Linked DNA regions of Xenopus tropicalis: region 1 is linked to region 2. Evidence: chromatin contacts called from public Hi-C data. All regions are on one chromosome and are shown on one strand. The core of a region is the stretch at or near the end of the contact, and the rest is flanking DNA. Distances in the headings are between cores, read along the strand shown.

Evidence for each region. Hi-C and Micro-C count contacts between places; a contact is called where the count stands out from the background.
Region 1: a contact with region 2 is called in a Hi-C map of liver, with 2.2 times the contacts expected there. The contact joins the promoter of btbd19 here to the enhancer-like site in region 2. A contact is called at or near these places in 2 of 5 Hi-C or Micro-C datasets (gastrula embryo and liver).

The regions. Positions count from the first base shown.
Region 1 is chr4:90,854,548-90,860,583 of UCB_Xtro_10.0, reverse strand. It overlaps btbd19 (BTB/POZ domain-containing protein 19), which reads left to right and starts at 2,298. Exons shown (of 8, transcript XM_002937084.5): 1 at 2,298-2,988. The coding sequence starts at 2,879.
Region 2 is chr4:90,805,512-90,812,192 of UCB_Xtro_10.0, reverse strand. No RefSeq gene overlaps it. Among named protein-coding and RNA genes, the nearest start is that of btbd19, 49 kb to the left of the region's middle. Within about 2 kb of position 3,707, at least 4 of the 11 cell types and tissues checked have an H3K27ac peak or open chromatin away from gene starts, as enhancers often do. A contact at or near this core is called in liver, where this site is marked.

The DNA of each region.
Region 1 (6,036 bases), core at 1,049-3,548, 50 kb before region 2:
TAGTTCCTGTACTTATTGCAGCCTTCTCCTAGTAACAGCAAAAGAAAACATATGCTATTAACCATTTAAGTCCAGAAGGTCAAGAAATGTTTTGAAGTATGATCAAACCCAAAAATGTACATTGCAGGCTACAGCACAAGGGAACATTTACATTATAAATTAACAAGATAAAGGCATCTCCACTTTACAGCAGTAAAAGGGTCCAGATGGCAGCAAGAAAATCTAGTTCTGTCCCCTGTACCTTGGTATCCTTATATAAGAGATGCACAACTCCAGCATGTTAATACCATAAGATCTTTTAACTCTGGCAAACATTCCATGTTAGTAGCCAATACCACAGCACGTATCATTCCATATTCCAATGCCATCTCTTACTAAGCCTAACCTAAGGGTTTAAAAATGCTTTAAGGGATACTACACCGCTCTTTTTCACTGGACTTAACCTTGTGACTCAACAGCTTTACAATTATAGGTGTGCCTTGTGTTCCAGTCCTCTATGTTTCCTAGAAATAGTTTATGAACTTGTTAATGTAAAGGCAGTTTATTTGATTAAATAAGACTATGCTTTTAATTTTTAGGACAAGCATTTGATAATACATGTGGGGGATGTCTATGTGTTAGGCATTCCTTAATGTATTTAAACACTAACTTTTTTCCCCAGGTGGGGGTTACTATGCAGAGAAAATTTCACCACCACACTGGTACAACACTATCTTACCTTCATTCCCTTTCACTTACGCTTTACTTAGGTTCATAGCATGTTTTCTGATTTTACAAATTGTGCAGGCAAGTCTAACTTACAATCAAGGGATCCCTGGGAAATAAGGGTAAGCTGGTAACTAGGCTTGATTCTGTTTTTTTCTTTTATCTTAGTAGTAATGCACTGAATTCTGGATTTGGTTTGTGGTTTGTCCAGATCTGTTTAGCCAGTGTTGGACTGGGGCGGCAGGGCCCACCAGAAAACCTTAGATTGTGGGCCCACTCTTCAAACAATTTTTCCTTCACTCTTAACTCACCTTCTTTTTTTCTTAATAACTTCTTTGTACATGTTATTACCTATCCATCCTTTCATTTCTTTTCTTTGTTCCCATATATAAATGAGAAATTACCATGGTATAGGCATACAAAGCAAATGGTTGGGTGAGCATGAGGGCCCACTGACACCTGGGCCCACTGGGAGTTTTCCTGGGATCCTGGTGGGCCAGTCCAACACTGTGTTTAGCCAAAGCAAGACAATCCTTTTTTTACAGGTGACACAATATTTATATATTTTTTTAAAGTTTTCATATGCAAATTAGAGTTCAGTATTTTGACAAATCTTTTGTGAAGGATTTCGTGTTTGGCCAAATCCTAAATTTTGGATTAGGTGCCTCCCTAGACCTAAGCCACAAAGATCTACAGCCATACTGTCAGTCACTGACCATTTTCTCCTGCACTTGATCTTAAAAGGAGAACTAAAGCCTAACTAAAGAAGTAGGGCAGAAATGTTGTACATTATGCTTTGGGCTTCTGTACCAGCCCAAGGCAACCACAGCCCTTTAGAAGGGAATATATGTGCCCACAAAGATGCCCCCAGTAGCCTCTGTGCTACTGTCAGATACTGAGCTTAGGAACTAAATCAACATCAGCCTGACTTCAGCCTGCCTACTCCAAGTCCCTCAATTCCCTGCACACTTTGTCAATAAGGAAAGGAACATCACAGTACAATGCATTGTGGGTTATTTAGTTTCTGCATGCTGTCTGTATGCTGTAGAAAAGTTGTTACAAATTGTAGCATCAATGTTTTAGTCCCTCCATCCTTCCCAGGATTTTAAATGATGCAGAAAGAGAACTGTTATGCAGCTGTATTTAGCATATACAAATTGTATTTATTTATACTTTTTGAAGGAACAGATAGGTATAGGCAGGGGCGGGCCAAGCTGACCGGGCGCCCTAGGCAACCCGGTCAGCCACCTTGCCCCTGCACCCTCCTCATTCGCCCTCCTTTGGCGCGCATGTGCAGTTGAATGCGGGGGGGCGGGGTTCGAGTTGCGATTCAATGGATCATTGCCCCCACCACGTAAGGACAAGCGGCGGGGGCAATGACTAAAGAGAGCGGGCTAGGGGTAGGCAGGAGAGGCTGCCTGGCACCCCCCAATCGTTGCACCCTAGGCAGATGCCTCTTCTGCCTACCCCTAGTTCTGGCCCTGGGTATAGGTATTTTAGAGGATTCTGTGTTGGGTGGGGCTCTTTAACAAATTTTGGTTTGGAAGCCGGAGCTCCTCTTTAACTGCTCATTTTGTGACCCAACCTAGTGGGTAAAAATTACTAGAAAATACCACAGAGGAGTTCTCCTGGGTATGTACACTCACTGATTTAAAACAGAAAGTCAAAGAGGAAGAAGGAGGAAAACTTTTCTAAGATTCATAGAAACGAGATTTCTCTAAATGCACCCAGAGGCAGCCCCAATCTCCCTGCAAGTATATATTTTTTATGAAAAAAAATAACACTTCTTACATTCACTGAAAAGCTAAACCATTTATTAGTTTTTTGTACCCCGCTCAAAATAAATATATACTAAAATGAGGGCAGCTTGATCCAAGCCTGGTTTGTATTTTTCCCTGCTCCAAAACAAACCCTCGGCAAGAAAGGAAAGAGAGGGCAGCCGTGCAGCCAGCATTTGTGTAAAGTAAATCGCTTCCAGAACTTGGCCACAGTTCTAGGAATGAGGCGGTTTGTGTAAAGAGACGACAGTGAGGGAGCTGCAGGAAGATCTAATGAAAGAAAAATGCATCAGGAGGAGCGGGAACTGAGGGTGTGTGACTCGGAGGAATAAGTGAGTGGGGAGGCACGCAGGGCCGGGCTCTCTCGGTTGTGCTCAGCTGGGCCCTGCCGTACTATGTCTCAAAGTCCTGACTTTCCCACGAATAAGGAGCCAGGCTCGCTGCAAAGAGACAGCACTTCCCTCTCTGCTTCTCTGAGGGAGCTCATAAATAACCCTTTATTCAGGTTAGTGATATGGGTTTCTTTGTGATTTGACCGCTGCAGAAACACTGGATTTATAGTTGTGAACTTCATGCTTCACATAGTTTTTACAGAACTTTTCCTTCCTCTCTTTGATAAATATTTACACTCCCTTATCTCGCTGTGTTTTCACAAGTCATGGGAAACTAGAGTGCCCCTCCTCCTCATACATTCTAAAGTGAAACGCAAGGGCAGGGCCCTACACAGTACCCCAATAGAGCCGTTGGCTGGCATATTGATTTCCATGCCCATTGTTTTTAATAGTATCACAGTAACAGTATAAAATCAGAGGGCGTAGACCATGTGATCAAACTCCCTTAGGGCAGTGGCACACAGGGAGATTAGTTGCCCTGCGACAAGTTTTCGTCTTCGGGCGACTAATCTCCCCGCAATGCTGTCACACCGGCAAGAATGTAAATCGCCAGTGGGTTGGCATATGCGTCGCCACAATTTCCCGAAGTCGCCTCTCCCCAGGTGCCACTGCCCTTATGCTGATGGCCCACAAAGCGAGTTAGTTGCCCGCTATAGATCTCTGCTACTGTAGGTGACTAACCGATCTGAAATGCCTTTCCACCAGCAACAATAGGGGTCGCAGTGAAAAGACCTATAAAAGGTCTGCTGATATTCTCTGCTGGAGGGCAGCAGCAGAAAAAATGTCCCATGTGCTATTATTCTAAAGGGGATGTACTGTAAACACATTTTTGTTTTGAGTATAATTTAGACCACTATATGGAAGTTAGTCCTTAAAGGGATACTGTCATCATTTTTATGGTAAACTTTTTATTTTTGAATTACACTGTTTACATAGCAAATAATTCACTCAACCATTTAAAATGTTATTCTTTAACCAACAATGTATTTTTTTAGTTGTAATATTGGTGTGTAGGCAGCCATCTCAGTGCCTTGTGCCTGAGTCTGAGCTTTCAGAAAGAGCCAGCGCTACACATTAGAACTGCTTTCTGATAACCTATTGTTTCTCCTACTCCCATGTAATTATTGAGTGCTATTCTGATATCTACTGGGAGCTGCTATCTTGCTACCTTCCTATTGCTCTGCTGATTGGCTGCTGGAAGAGGGGTGGAAGAGAGCAGAGGTAACATGGTTGTGGAAATTTTAAAATTAAATATAAAAAAAACTGTGTTTTTGAAAAATGCATTTCAGTAAAGGATTCTTTTGAAAAAAACATGTTTTCCCGTGACAGCATTTCTTTAGGTACCCTACAAACCAGGCATAAGCCTGGAAATCAACATGGAATAGGGCAGAGACTGAATAGAAAGATAAATAATGTAAAATAAGGATACCAATAACACTGAAGCCTCAGAATGACAGTGTTGTTAGTTGCTGGGGACAGTGACCTTAACAACCACAGATTATCTTCCTTAAATGTAATTACTGAAAATAAGGGAGACATAAATTAAACTAGAACATTAGTTTTAACACAGTGCTGGAGACACTGTGGTGTCGCCCAAGAGTTAGCATAGTGTAGAATGGGTTAATAATCAAGTTTCACTTGTCACTATTCATCTTTTACTCCTCCTTTCTTTTCACTCGCCCTCACAACAACCAACACTGTGGCTTTATTTCTCCGAATTGTCTAAGGAAACCTGCAAATATCAGCATGACTTGCTGTGCAGGTGGAAAAATAAGTCTGACATAGTTTCATGTTTGTGCCTTGATTTACCTGAGAAAATAATATTGCATCAGCATTTCTCCCCTGCCTAGCTCTGCTGTGTATATACCTTTATCTCTGAAGGGTTAAAACCATGTCCACTAGGTTCTGAACACTAATGCAATTTGAAATTATGATTGGAATAATATTAACCACAAGCCCTTCATTTTTGAAGACACTGAAATGAATTATTAATTATACAGGCATTTTAAAAGTATTCTTTTTTGTCATTTAAGTGGTAATCTGCTGATCTCACAATGACAAGGCTTTGAGTTGTCTGATGGCTGATGCCCAATATTGATACTTCCATCAACAAAAGATGCTTATCCTTGAGAATGTAGATTCTTTACACTCATCAATAAGTAGGCACCACAAATTTTGCAGCTAGAGGGTTTTTTAATACTGTTGGGTAGTATTCTAGTAATCACCACCATTTTGTGGCACACGTCTCAGGGTTTTTAAAGTTATTCCTATAATTTAAGCGGTAATCTGCTAATCTCATGATTACAAGTCTTTGAATTGCCTGATGTTTGATGCCCACTTATGATACTTCTAAAAACAAAAGATGCTTATTCTTGAGAATGTAGGGCCTTCAGGTTCACAAAGAGTAGGCATCATAAAGATTTCAACTCAAGGTTTTTTTAATACTGTCCCCACACATAAAGTATATTGTTATTGCCTGTATTTTATTTTGTGTTATTATAAGTCCCTATAAGTAATAAAAAACAACAAACAATAAGTTATTTGCTTTTAAAGTAAAAGGAAAGGGTCAAAAACCCTGTACTGGCACTTCATTTTGCTGTAAAACATGCTACGACCTAGGTAGTATTCTAGTAAGCACCACCATTTTGTGCCATCTGTTCCATGTGGAGTAGAATAAAATACAAATGTAGACATTAAAAGCAACCTTTGCTCATATTGAGCATGTGCTCATCCCAGGGCAAGAATCCCGGGGATAGGAAACAAGATGGTGACATGCTGCCCACAAGGGCTGGGGGTGTTTTTCTGCTTAGAGGTGTTCAGTGATTAAAATCACTGGAGAGTGACTAACAAATTGCCCCCCCCCCCACCAGTGATGAAACCTTTACTCGTTCTTTAGGGAAATGACAAGTGACATGAAATGACATTGCCCTTAAATAGGTAACCAATAAATGCTACTTGTTAGTTGGTTGCTAAAGCTGGTTAATCTACATTACACTTTTCATACTCATAGTGCCCATGTCCTGAGGTAACATAGTCCTGATACTACAGAGTTGAGATGAAGCTATTATTAGGCAGCAAAGACACATGCACTGGAAGCCACCTTTTTTTTTTTTGGAAAGTTAAGTTAAGTAATTATTGTTCAGACGTTTTAACAAGTTAGC
Region 2 (6,681 bases), core at 2,458-4,957:
CGGCTAGGCTAGACAGAAATATAGTCCAGATGGCAACCTTATTGCCTCCTGCCTATTATTTTACCAGCCAAGCAGGTGAAAATGAAAGTTGTAATTTATAAGCGAAAAAATGTTATGAATGCCTAAAGCTAGCCATACACATAGCAATTGCAATCTTTCCTGCGACCATTGGTCACAGGAAAGATTGTTTGTTTCCCCCACTGACGTTCAGGGCTGAATTGCAGATATGGAGGTAGAAACAATAGGAATTCTACCTCCATTTGCCAATTCAGCCCTAAACGTAGATTTTGCTCGGGCGCCTTCAATGGCGCCCAATCAAAATCTAGCCCGATCGTCGAGATGACCGATATCTGCAGCCTTTGCAATATCGGTGTCTTTATTGCAAGCTTACTGAAACACATGGTATAATTGGGATTTTAAATTGGCCTAGCAGTGCTGGGGTCCTGGCACTCAGCCTAGTGTGTGATTGTTGTATGATAATTGGATTGTAAACTACACTGGGGTGGTGGCTGGTGTGAATGATGCACAAACTATATAAAATGCTGTTGAATATGTTAGAGATATAGAAATAAAGAATCAAAAAAGTTACATATGTAGTAAAGTGTAGTGAAGGGGGCGAATCTGTCCCATTTTGCTGAATAAAAAAACTTTGCAAAATTTGCAAAATGCATTGAAGTCAATGGCTTTTTTACAGTAGTGAATTTTTCCAAGCCACACAACTTTTTTTTAAACAATACATTGGAGTGTATGAGCGTTATTTTGCTCCAAAACATTACGAAAAAGGATTGTAATTGTTCATCTTGGTATTCTCTGCCATCTAGTGCAATATGCAGTTACTGCAGGTATTTGTTGAAAATGGGCAAGTATCACACATTCAATTTAGTCTTTCTTGGAGCTTTCTCACCCAGGTAGGAAGGGGATTTTATTATTTGGGGAAGCCACCAATATTAAGCTTTCTGTTATAGAACTCATATCTAAACATTTATATCGGCATTGGTTCCTTTTTGGGGAGAATAAAACATCCTGAATTTCATTATTATTTGCTTGTTCTAACCAAATGATGGCTGCACTGACAAATAGCTTATAGCTGGTCCTTTCAAGGTTTGGTAGGCACTAATGGGGCCCCATTTTCAAACCTACATTAGGAACCAGGGCCCTCTAGCTACACCACTGTCTTAAAGGAACAGTTACACCAAATGAAAGTGTATCAAAGTAATTAACATATTATGTTCTATTGCCCTGCACTGTTAAAAGTTGTGTGTTTGCTTTAGAAACCCTACCGTAGTTTATATAAGCAAAGCTCCTCTGTAGCCATGGGAGCAGCCATTCAAGCTGGAAAAGGGGGGAAAGGCACAGGTTACATAGCCCATAACAGATAAGCTGTTTAGATTCTCATTGCATTCTGGGCTTATCTGTTATCTGCTGTATAACCTGTGCCTTTTCTCATTTTTGACTGGCTGCCCCCATGGCTACTCAACAGCTTATTTATATAAACTATAGTAGTGTTTCTGAAGCAAATACACAACTTTTACCAGTGCAGGGCAACAGTACATTATAGTTTAATTACATTGAAACATTTTCATTTTTTGCTGTTAATGTTTTGTTGTTAATCCAGTATTCCACCAGCTGCTGTGAGACGCAATTGCCACCATACAGCTGAAGTCCAGTGTTGGACTGGGGTACAAGAAGCCCACCAAAGAAACTTGCATTGGTGATCCACATAAGGACACATATCCTGCCTGTTTTATACACTAGCAGTGTGCAGGAGTTCATTACAGAGGAAGCATGTCAGGCCTGTCAGGCACCCTAGGCAACCTGGCTGGCCACTTCACCCCAACCCCACTCATTGACTGTGGGGTAGGTTATGGGTGAATAAGGGGGAATAAGGACCCAGACTAGGGTTAGGCAACAGAAGATCTTTATTGTCCTAGATATTCTTGAAATTTTGCCAGTTATGGCACCAATGTTTTCCTATTCGTATGTATGAAAGATTGTATCTCAAATTCTGGCTCGAACAGAAAAGACCAACAAGAACTTTAACTTATATATGACTAAATGCAGATGAGATCAAACTCCTTGGCTTGAGTGATCTGTATTGAGTGATCTGTAAGTGAATTGACGGAGAATCCACCATAAAATTAAACAACGTGCTGCTTGGGTCTGCTAGGTCAGTTCTCAGGTCCATAGCCCATGGGGAGGTTAGTTCATATGTTTGCCACCCTGCCAGTATTTTACTGGCCTAGCTAGTAAAATACCAGCCAAGGCTGGAGTCAGTATTACAAATTACTAATATGTCCCCAATTGCATCACAGACCCACCCCTGACATCACAGACCTGCACCTTCTGAAACATGCCCCCTGCTTGGCCAGTATAAATTTAGCAAAAAGAAGGTAACCCCATTAGTTGTCCACAGTTAATCTAGGCCACCATGGGCAACTAATCTCCCCAATATGCCTTCCCACTGGCAATAAAGTAAATCAATGGTGGAAAGGCATACGCGTAACTTCATTTTCTGAAGTCGTTTTTTCTGTGACGTGTGTGCCGTTTTTTAGTCGCCTGTAGTTAATCTCAGCTACCGCGGGTGACTATTCTCCCCAAAATGCTAGGTTAGTCAGAGCAGGTGACTGTCAGCAAAAAAATTACAGTGGTGCAGTTCACTGTGCGAGGACATCCCCAGCCTGGCACAAACTGATGAGAATACCAGTGTGGGAAAGCCCTCTGAAAAGGCATGGGATTACATGGGTTGTACCTGATGTCACAGATCCCAGATAAACCATAAATAAAGATTAATTCAAAGTGCTCAAATAATTTGCAATGGACGCTTGGCAAAAAAACTTTTGTCAACACTACTTTGTCACAATCTTTCTTATAAGAAATATTGCAGTTTACTAACATGGCAATTCTGCCCCCACAACAATTAGTGGCTTTGCAAATAGTTTATAAACTGATTCCAGACTTTTGGCATGATTCCAGGCATTGTTATGATTTTATGATGTTCTGTGATGATTTGCAGTTGCTCATTTTGTTGTATGTATTTTTTTTTTTTATTATTTAGCTTTTTGTTCAGCAGCTCTTTAGTTTGTTACTTTAGCAGCTATCTGGTTGCTGGCACAATTTAACCTAGCTACCAGGCAGCGGTTTGAATGAGAGAATAGAAGATGGATAGGAGTGGGCCCAAATAGATGAATAATAAAAAGTAAAAATAAAGTTGTAGCCTTGCAGAGCAATAGTTTTTTGAGTTAGTGACCTTCATTTGAAAGCTGTAAAAGGCAGAAGAGGAAGGCAATAATTAAAAGAAAACTGTAAGAAATAAAAAAAAAATGAAGATCAACTGAAAATTTTCAAAAAACAGAATATTTTTTAACATACTAAAAGTTAACTTACTAAGTAATAAAAGGCACTAAGTTTGCCCAGTAGCTGTAACCTACAGCAACCAGTAAGATGTTTGCTTTTGAACAAGTGACTAGTAAATGCTTCCTGTTGATTGGTTGCTATAGGTTACTGTTCCTAGGCAAACTTAGTGCCTTTTATTACATAACCCTGTTAGCATGTTCTGCCTCTTTCTTTCTTTTTTATAAGAAATGAAATGTATAAAGTTTGTTGCAGTTTTAGCAACATGACCTTTTCTCCCCAGTCTCTTTCACAGCACCAAGAATTCACGCTCCTGGTGGATAGCGCTATTGGAAGTGCACAGCATGCAACCACAGTGCCACTACCTGGAAATAAGAAGGAATTACAGGCAAGTCCCAGTAAAAGCACCTTGCTTAGTGCCAGAACAGTAGAACCCAATGTTAATATGTTGTAGAGGATCTTTTACTTTTTTTGGTTTAAATGTATCATAGTCCTCAATTTGGAACTGCAGTTAGTATATGTTAGATTGCTGAATAAATCTGGATCATTCCTTTGTAGTTCTTTCTGATGAAACAAAAAAATACTTTGGAGTACAGGCAATTTATTTTAGAAATACCAGCAGAGGGCAGCATGTGACTGTTAAAACATCCAAAGTGTATATATATATATATATAAAATAGCCATATATGAAAAAATAGCCAAATATGTGGATATGATTTTGCAGGGTATTGGGATCTTATATACAGGATACCACAGACTTTTTACATGTGATCAGTAGCATTGAGACTGGGGATAAGGATTTCCTTTTTGTTACCATGGATGTACATAGCTTATACACATGCATTCCACATGATGCAGGTATACATGCCGTCAGAGATTTTCTAAGCAATAACCCTAGGTATGCTGGACCACCAGTGGAATTTATTTTGTCTCTCCTGGAGTTTATCTTGTATAACAATTACTTCAAATTTGAGGAGAGTTATTTTCTTCAACTGGCCGGGACCGCAATGGGTCCAATGTAGCGCCCACTTATGCCAACATTTTTATGTATTGGTACGAGACTCAAAACATTTATTGTCACCCGCTTTTCCGTAAATATGGTGGTTACTTTAGGCGCTACATAGACGACCTGTTTTTCCTTTGGTATGGATGAGGAGCTTTTGACATTTGTTCAAGATTTAAATACTGTACCCTCAAGTATAAGGTTTACGGTACACAGGGATAAACACAGCATAGATTTTTTGGACGTGACTGTGTATAAAGGTTTAATAAATAATCAGCTCCATACAAAGTTATTCCAGAAACCCACGGACAGGAATTCGTTATTGCATTACACCAGCAGCCATCCACGCCATCTTCTGGATTCATTGCCCAAATCGCAGATGTAGGGTAACAAGTAAGCAAGAGGAAAGGCGAAAGGCATTGGATGATATGGAAATAAGATTCCTGGAGAGGGGGTAACACTAAGTAACACTAAGACATGGGCTGCATCACTAGATCGAGAGATAACTTTGAGGCATAAACTGGATTATGATGATGGTGTACTGTAGATGATGATGTTTTGTGTTATATGACCACTTATGATGTGCACACCCCGCTGATTAAAAAATCTATATTACAGCATTGGCCTATAGTTAAGACTGATACAGAATTGACAACAATTAACCGCAAATGGATCCGGTTTGGATACAAAAGGAATACAAATACTTTTGTCCCCTGCGGATCCGGTAAGCAAGTATCTTACGCAGACTTACGTGAACAGAATGGCAGTATTTAAATGCGGTAATTGTGTTATGTGTAACACTTTAATAACGGGGGATACTTTTTATCATCCACACACTGGTAAATCATACATCATCAGACACAGGCTTACGTGTGTTTCACGCAATGTGGTGTATATTATTAAATGCCCATGTGGGCTAATATACTGCGGGAAAACCTGCAGACAGTTGAAAGAAAGGATAAATATGCACCGGGCCACTATTAGGGCTACTTTGGACCCTAAACCTGTGAAGAAGGAGGGTAAACAGGACATATCTAAACAACCAGTGGCACAGCATTGGTTACATGCTAGGCATCCAGTATCATCTTTTAAGTGTATGCCAATTGACTGTATTTCAGGCCTACAAAGAGGTGGGGACATTGATCACATTTTGCTACAAAGGGAAGCGTTTTGGAGGTATGAATTGGACTGCGTGGCCCCTAGGGGCCTGAATAGCTCTCTGTCCTTGAATTGTTTTCTGTGAATACTTCTGTGCAAATGCATTTTGTTTATTAGAATTAATTAATGCATTTCTTCATATATATATATGGTTATTAATTATGTGATTCTTCTGGTTGTTGCATCTTGTTGTAAGAGAATATAATCTGTGACTAGGTAATAGTATTTTTTAGATAGATTCTAAATATAATTGGGGGCCCCCATTTATCAGGAAAGGAATTTTTTTGGATTAGCTGGCGCAGCGTATTTATGTATATTTGATTTTATTGATATGGTGTTTTTAATTATATGGTATTGAGGACACTGTGGGATATGAAGTAGGGTGCACCAATAATGTATTATTGGGTGATCACTTTGTACGATTTTTTTATATACACACAGGTAATTCGTACACATTGTATGCAATATAAAGCAATATACCATATAAGTAGGAGATTGGCTGTTTCACTGTTTCACTTTATTGATGCCGTATGATATTTTAAACATCATGATTTGTATTTGAGCACTCATCATTCACTTTCAACATTTTTACAATTACTATTTATTGCACGGATCACTTTGCAGCATCGACTGCTCACTTTACTGCAATAGTCACTTTATGGCATGTTTGCATTGATGTCATTTCCTGTTTGTTTGGTCACTATGGGTATAAATGGGTCAAAGGGTTGGAAAGCATGGTTGCCTTGAGAAAGGTCCTGACGGGGACCGAAACGTAACGTTGGCTGTTCATGTATTTTTCAATATATAATTGATTGCTTGTAATAGATCCGGTGTTGCTGGTCTTTTTTTCCATATATATATATATATACACACACACACACATATATATAGTAAGCACAAACAAAGCAAAAGCAAAAAAATGGTGTTTAATTCAATGTTTTGGCTTAGACTAAAGCCGTCTTCAAGAAAGTTGAATTAAACACCAATTTTTGTGCAGCTTGTTTCTATAGAAAAGAAAATTAGGCAATTTAGTGGTCCAGGGTTTGTCCCACCAGCTAAACATAGAAGATCTCAGGTAAGTACATTTACAGGGAGAGCAAGAGATTAGATTTTGGATTGGGGTGTCTGTATTGCATTCAAAAGCTACAGAAATTGTGTGGAGTGTGGAG